Linked DNA regions of Cricetulus griseus: region 1 is linked to region 2. A link is a contact called in public Hi-C data. All regions are on one chromosome and are shown on one strand. The core of a region is the stretch at or near the end of the contact, and the rest is flanking DNA. Distances in the headings are between cores, read along the strand shown.

The links. Hi-C and Micro-C count contacts between places; a contact is called where the count stands out from the background.
Region 1: a contact with region 2 is called in a Hi-C map of the CHO-K1 cell line, with 2.8 times the contacts expected there. The contact joins the enhancer-like site here to the promoter of L3mbtl3 in region 2. A contact is called at or near these places in 3 of 8 Hi-C or Micro-C datasets (the CHL-YN cell line, the CHO-K1 cell line and fibroblasts).

What each region holds. Positions count from the first base shown.
Region 1 is chr2:245,600,983-245,603,682 of CriGri-PICRH-1.0, forward strand. No RefSeq gene overlaps it. Among named protein-coding and RNA genes, the nearest start is that of Tmem244, 32 kb to the right of the region's middle. Within about 2 kb of position 1,384, at least 1 of the 6 cell types and tissues checked has open chromatin away from gene starts, as enhancers often do. A contact at or near this core is called in the CHO-K1 cell line, where this site is marked.
Region 2 is chr2:245,424,789-245,427,488 of CriGri-PICRH-1.0, forward strand. L3mbtl3 (lethal(3)malignant brain tumor-like protein 3) reads right to left here and starts at 1,337. Exons shown (of 22, transcript XM_027402880.2): 1 at 1,218-1,337.

The DNA.
Region 1 (2,700 bases), core at 134-2,633, 180 kb after region 2:
GCATTCAGAAATGCTTTAGTGTTGGAAACTGGGGTTGAAATACTTCACTCACTTACATGTTCCAATCACTTTGCATATTTAGAAAGCACTTCAAATGATGAGGTGCTGTCTCATCAGAATGTTTGATGTCAAAACGGAGTTATTGCCCTGATTTCCTTTATGTCACCTCTTCTAAAGCTGGAATATAAAATCTTATTTTTTCAGATATGATTTTAAAAGGGGGATTACAAATACACAAGATAACTTCCTCTTTTGCTTTAGAATCGGATCACTTAATAATTGTAAAATACAGCCACGTCAGCAAGCCATCTCAAAAGTAAGCATACAGGGCCAGTGAGGTTGTTCAGCAGGGGAGGCATTTGCCCATAGGCTTAATGACCTGACTGGGATCCTTGGATCTCACAGGGTGGCAGGACTGGACCAACTCGTGAAAGCTGTCCTCTGACCTCCATCTACTCACCATGGCAATTACACACCTGCACTCTCACACATACAGCAAATAAACTAAATAAGAACTGTAATAGTCAAAGGGAAAATCTCTTATGCTGTGAGTCTAAAAGAATTTTTCCCAATGTCTAGTTTTGTTTCTTTATCTCATTGATATTAACCTGGGAAAACTGAAAACTGCAAGGTCTTTAAATATCAAAAACATTACAATATTTTCTTATAATTATAAAATTAATAATTTCATAATAAAATAAAACTTATAAAAATTATAATTGTGTTTATCTACAGATTTCTCTCTCTGTGTGTAGTGTGTGTCGTGTCTAAATCAATGTTCTGCATGTACATGTGTGTGTTCGAGTGTCTGCTAGAAGAGAACATCTTCCAATGTTCTTCCACTGTCCCTTTGCAACAGGGTCTAACATTGAAACAGAAGCTCTGTGTTTCCGTTAAGCTGGCTGGTCCGGGGGAGTCTAGGATCTGACCACCACCACCATCCAATGCTGGGGTACAGTCACTGTGAGGGCAGCTTTTTCAGGTGGATTCTTGGTATTCAATCTCAGATCCTCACCCTTACACAGCAAGTGTTCTTCCTCACTGAGCTCCATTCCCAGCCCTCGAGACAGATTTTTCTATGTCTTTGCGATTATGCTTCTTTTGCCTCTACTTTCTCTCCACTCTTTCCACGGTTCTACCATGGGATCACTCTGGCCTGTGCAAGGCCGTGTCTGCATTTATGCTGACAGCCTATTTTAATCTGACCTCTTTCACATAGGAACTGAAGTAGTTTCAGATGAGGCACTCCATTTTGGATACTGATAAAGGTTCTTCTGCGGTATAAAAAATGCTTTTTATATTAAAGCCTTGCCTGTTAGTTCCGATGCCCTCTGGGGACAGCAGAAGGTGACTCACACTGTGCTCAGGGTTGTCTTACTCACAGGTAACTAGCCATTCTTGGAGGTGGACCAAACTAGAGCCACAAGGCCAAGTTTCTAGACTGTAATGGATTGTATAGTCTAGAGTTTTATTTAATAAATAGATATGATTCAAAATAATCTTTTAAAAGTAGGCACATATTTTAGGCTTTCATGAAACTTAAAGCAGATTTCAAAAGGTAATTGAATATGCTTATATTATTATTATATGCAATTTAATATTTTTTGAAAGGAGATCTGAGACAACAGAATAAAGACAGTATGAAGGATTTTTATTTTATGTGTTGTATTATTGATGACTGAATCCAGGGCTTTATACATGGTAAGCAACTACCCTACCACTAAGATACTATCTATCTATCTATCTATCTATCTATCTATCTATCCATCCATCAATTTTGGAGACAAGGTCTGGAGTCAAGATTCACTTACTTCAGTCTCCTAAGTATTAGGGGTATGCCAGCTTGCCCAACTCCCCAATTTTGGTGTGGGTTGGTAAGGCAATTTGAGATAAGGCCTCACTATATAGTTATGGCTGCTGGCCTTGAACCAGGAGACTTTCCCACCTTTGCTTCCAGAGTTCTGGGATTAAGGGCATGTGCCCCACACCAGGCCTTTTTTTTTTTTTTTCAGTTAAATTACCTAGACAGTCATTGAACTTGTGATCTGTTGTCTGGGTTTTCTAAGTAACTAAGATTATAGGCTTGTGCCCCAGCCCTGGCTGAATGCCTTCCTATGTGTAAAAAAAAATGCAAAATGTGGTGGATTTAACCATAATACATAAAAACAAATCCTCACTACTAGTCAAGACAGTGAGCTAGATTAGGAGATTCTCACAGAGATGCAACACAGACGTAGATCCAACGGTTCCCAGACTAGTGAAGTAAGATATTCATGTCATAAATTTCCATTCCACCATGAGGAATATGAACTATGAGTGGTTCCCACTGAGTATTTATCATATGTCAAGCTAGGATCATACTATTAAATTCTCACAGGAATCCTCAGAGATGGATACTGTTATTGCTCACATTCTACAGATGAAAGTACTGACTCACAGGAGGTCCAACAAAGCTCCAAAATGTGTGGTCAGCAAATGTTACACAGCCAGAATTTAAATCTGAAATTTGACCCTGCTGTCAGGGGCTCTTAACTACCCTATATGCTCAGAGGGCTCATATCCATATTTCCCCAGTGTCATGTGGTTATTATTAATGTGTTACTACAGCTGGGCATGGTAGTACATGTGTGTAATCTCAACAACTGAGATATCGAGGCAGGAAGATGATGAATACACACACACACACACACACACACACAC
Region 2 (2,700 bases), core at 87-2,586:
CGGCGAGCGGGGGAGGTGGCGAGCGGGAGAGCACACGCAAACTCTCGGCCGCTGGCCCTGCCGCGGCTCGGGTGTGCGTGCGTGTGCGGGTGCGTGTGCGCGGTGCGAGTCGCGGAGGCCTCTCGGCGCGCGCTCACACTCACACACACACACACACACTCACACACACACACATCCCGACACACAGACACACACCCCGACACACAGACACACGTACACAGACACACACGGCCGCGCCGGCGAGACGCGCCGATGCCACATTCAACCAGTCCGTTCTCTCTCCGCAGCCGAGCCGGGAAAGCAAAGTGGCGCGGCCTCTTTTCCCACTGCCTCGGTCTCCCGTACTTGGACTTCTCGCGCTCGCTCGCTCGCTCGCTCGCTCTCCCGGTGCGCGCCCGGCACAAAGGCCACACGGGCGGAGGGGGCCGCAGGGGCGGCGCGCCGGGGCTCGCGTCCTCCCGCCGCCGCCGCACCGAGTCGCCACTGCGATCGTGCCCACGGTTCCCCTCCCGAAGCCGGAGCCCCCCCCCTGCCTCGGGGCCCGACCGCTCTCGGCGCCTCCCGGGGAGGCTGCGGCTCCTCCGCGTTCCCCCCCCCACCCCCCCCCCAGCGCCGCCCCGGACACGCAGCCCCGCGGCGCCGCGCTCCCCCCACCGCCGCCCGCGCGCCCGGTGTCAAAAAAGCGACCAAAGTGACAAGCTCGGAGCGGGGGGGGGGGCGCGGGGGAGGGGGCCCACACGCATCCCGCCGCCTGCGCGCCGGCGACGGCCAGACGCGGCCGCCTCGGCCCGCTCCCTTCCGCACGGCCCCCCACACCCTTCCCCGTGTGCGCGCAAAAGGAGGAAAAAATACAAGTCTCTCCTCCCCCCATTTTTTCCTTTCTCTTTTCTCTCTCTTTTGTTCCTCTTTCGCACTCGCACTCACTACTTCAGAGTGAGATGCCCACAGACTCCCCCTCCAGCCGCTTCCGACTCACTTGCCCACTTTTTTTCCCCGGGATTAAGTTTTCTCCTCTTTCCCAGAGGCGCAGAGAAGTGGGGGAGAAACCCCTTCTCTCCTTCCCCTCCCCTGATCTCTTTCCCAAGACGAGGGTGCGCTTCCTTCCCTCTCTAGCTCTCTGAACTTTCATCCTCACCCAGAAAAAAATCAATGAATGGCTCTGGCACGGGCCGAGCTGCGGATTAATTAGAGATTAGATCCGATCAGCCGCTTCTTACCCCCAAATTTTCTCTTTTTTTTTTCTCCGTCTCACGAGTAGTCCTGACAAATGGTCCAGGGCTGCGGGCGCAGTGCGCATGTGCGCGTAGAGTCAGGGCTGGGGAGAGGGGAAACTGCGCTGGTGCCGGTGCTGCCGCCGCCGCGCCGCCGCCGCCGCCGCCGGGGAGGCTCGCGCTGGCTTCCCTGTTACTGCTGCTGCGCCTTCGCCGCTGGAAAGCAGCGATTGAGCGGCTCGGCCCAGGCAGCCGCCCGCAGACACTGGTTCAGGTGCATCTCTTCGCGATCCTCGTCGCTGCTGCTTCCGAGCTGGGTCAAAGAACGGCCCGAACAAATGGGGAAAGACTGAGAAGGTTATAGATTTCTTTGTCTGCTTTTGCACTTTACTTTTTTTCTAAGGCAATTCTCAGAGCAGCGAATCCACCATGTGCTGGTTAAATGTGTGCATTCAGCCATTAAAGAGTGGGCCCTGGGCTCACACCGTTGCTACCCAGGGGCTGAATACATGCCACAGGTCAAGAAAATTAAGAAATAAAGTTCTAAGCGTGCACGGAGTTTAATTTGCCCTTTTCGAGACTGGAAGAATGCATAATAAAAGTCCGAAACTTGCGCGTTCGTTCCGCATCCTAAATGCTATCTGTATTGACAGCTCCACTGGGTTAGGCCTCTGTTCTAAGGGACGCTGGGAGTTCTGCCTCAACTTAGAAATCCCTGGTAAAGTGCCTAGGTAATAAGACGGGACCGCCCGCCTAATGTACTCAGTCAAGATGGCTGAGCTCTCCTAAATAGCAAACCCTGCCTTTGTCAGCGCGTCAAATCTGGATCAAGCTAGTATTGTATTTCGATATTGACAGTTTTCTGCACACTGGCTTTGGGGGAGTTGGCGGTCCCCCTTTCCTACAAGGTTTAGGGGTAGACAAAATAATTCGAAGTCTTTAAAGTTGCGATAAATATGTTGACACCAACAGTAGAGTTGGCTATGAAGGGAAAGAGGGGAAAAAAGAAGCGATTTCTGAGATGGTGAGGCAAGCCTAGCACTTCGCTGAGGGAAGAGGAAAAGCAGTGGGGAAGTAAAGGAAGGCTCCTCCCCCAGCATGTACTGTTTGCTTTGCATCTAATGAAGGGTACAGGGGCCTTTCTCTGCTATTGTTGCCTGAGGCCTAGAATTTAAATATATCACAGAAGGAAATTCCATATTAAAAACCCTTCCCCTAAAATGTAAGTAAGATTATTCTTGATTGAATTTTTTTTTCACTAAAGGAATGTTCCTTGAAGTCGTTTCAGAAAATAAAACTCTTAAATTTTCCTCAGGCCCGTGAAATTACCCTGGAGAAACAGACCACCACCTATTTCTTGACTGCTACTGTAGAGACCATCTCTCCAACTCCCAAATCGAGGTACATGGCTTGACATGTGCTTTGGGACACAGGTGCTAACTAACCCTACAGAGTTTAAATGATTTCCTAAAACAAGCTCTTGTGTTTT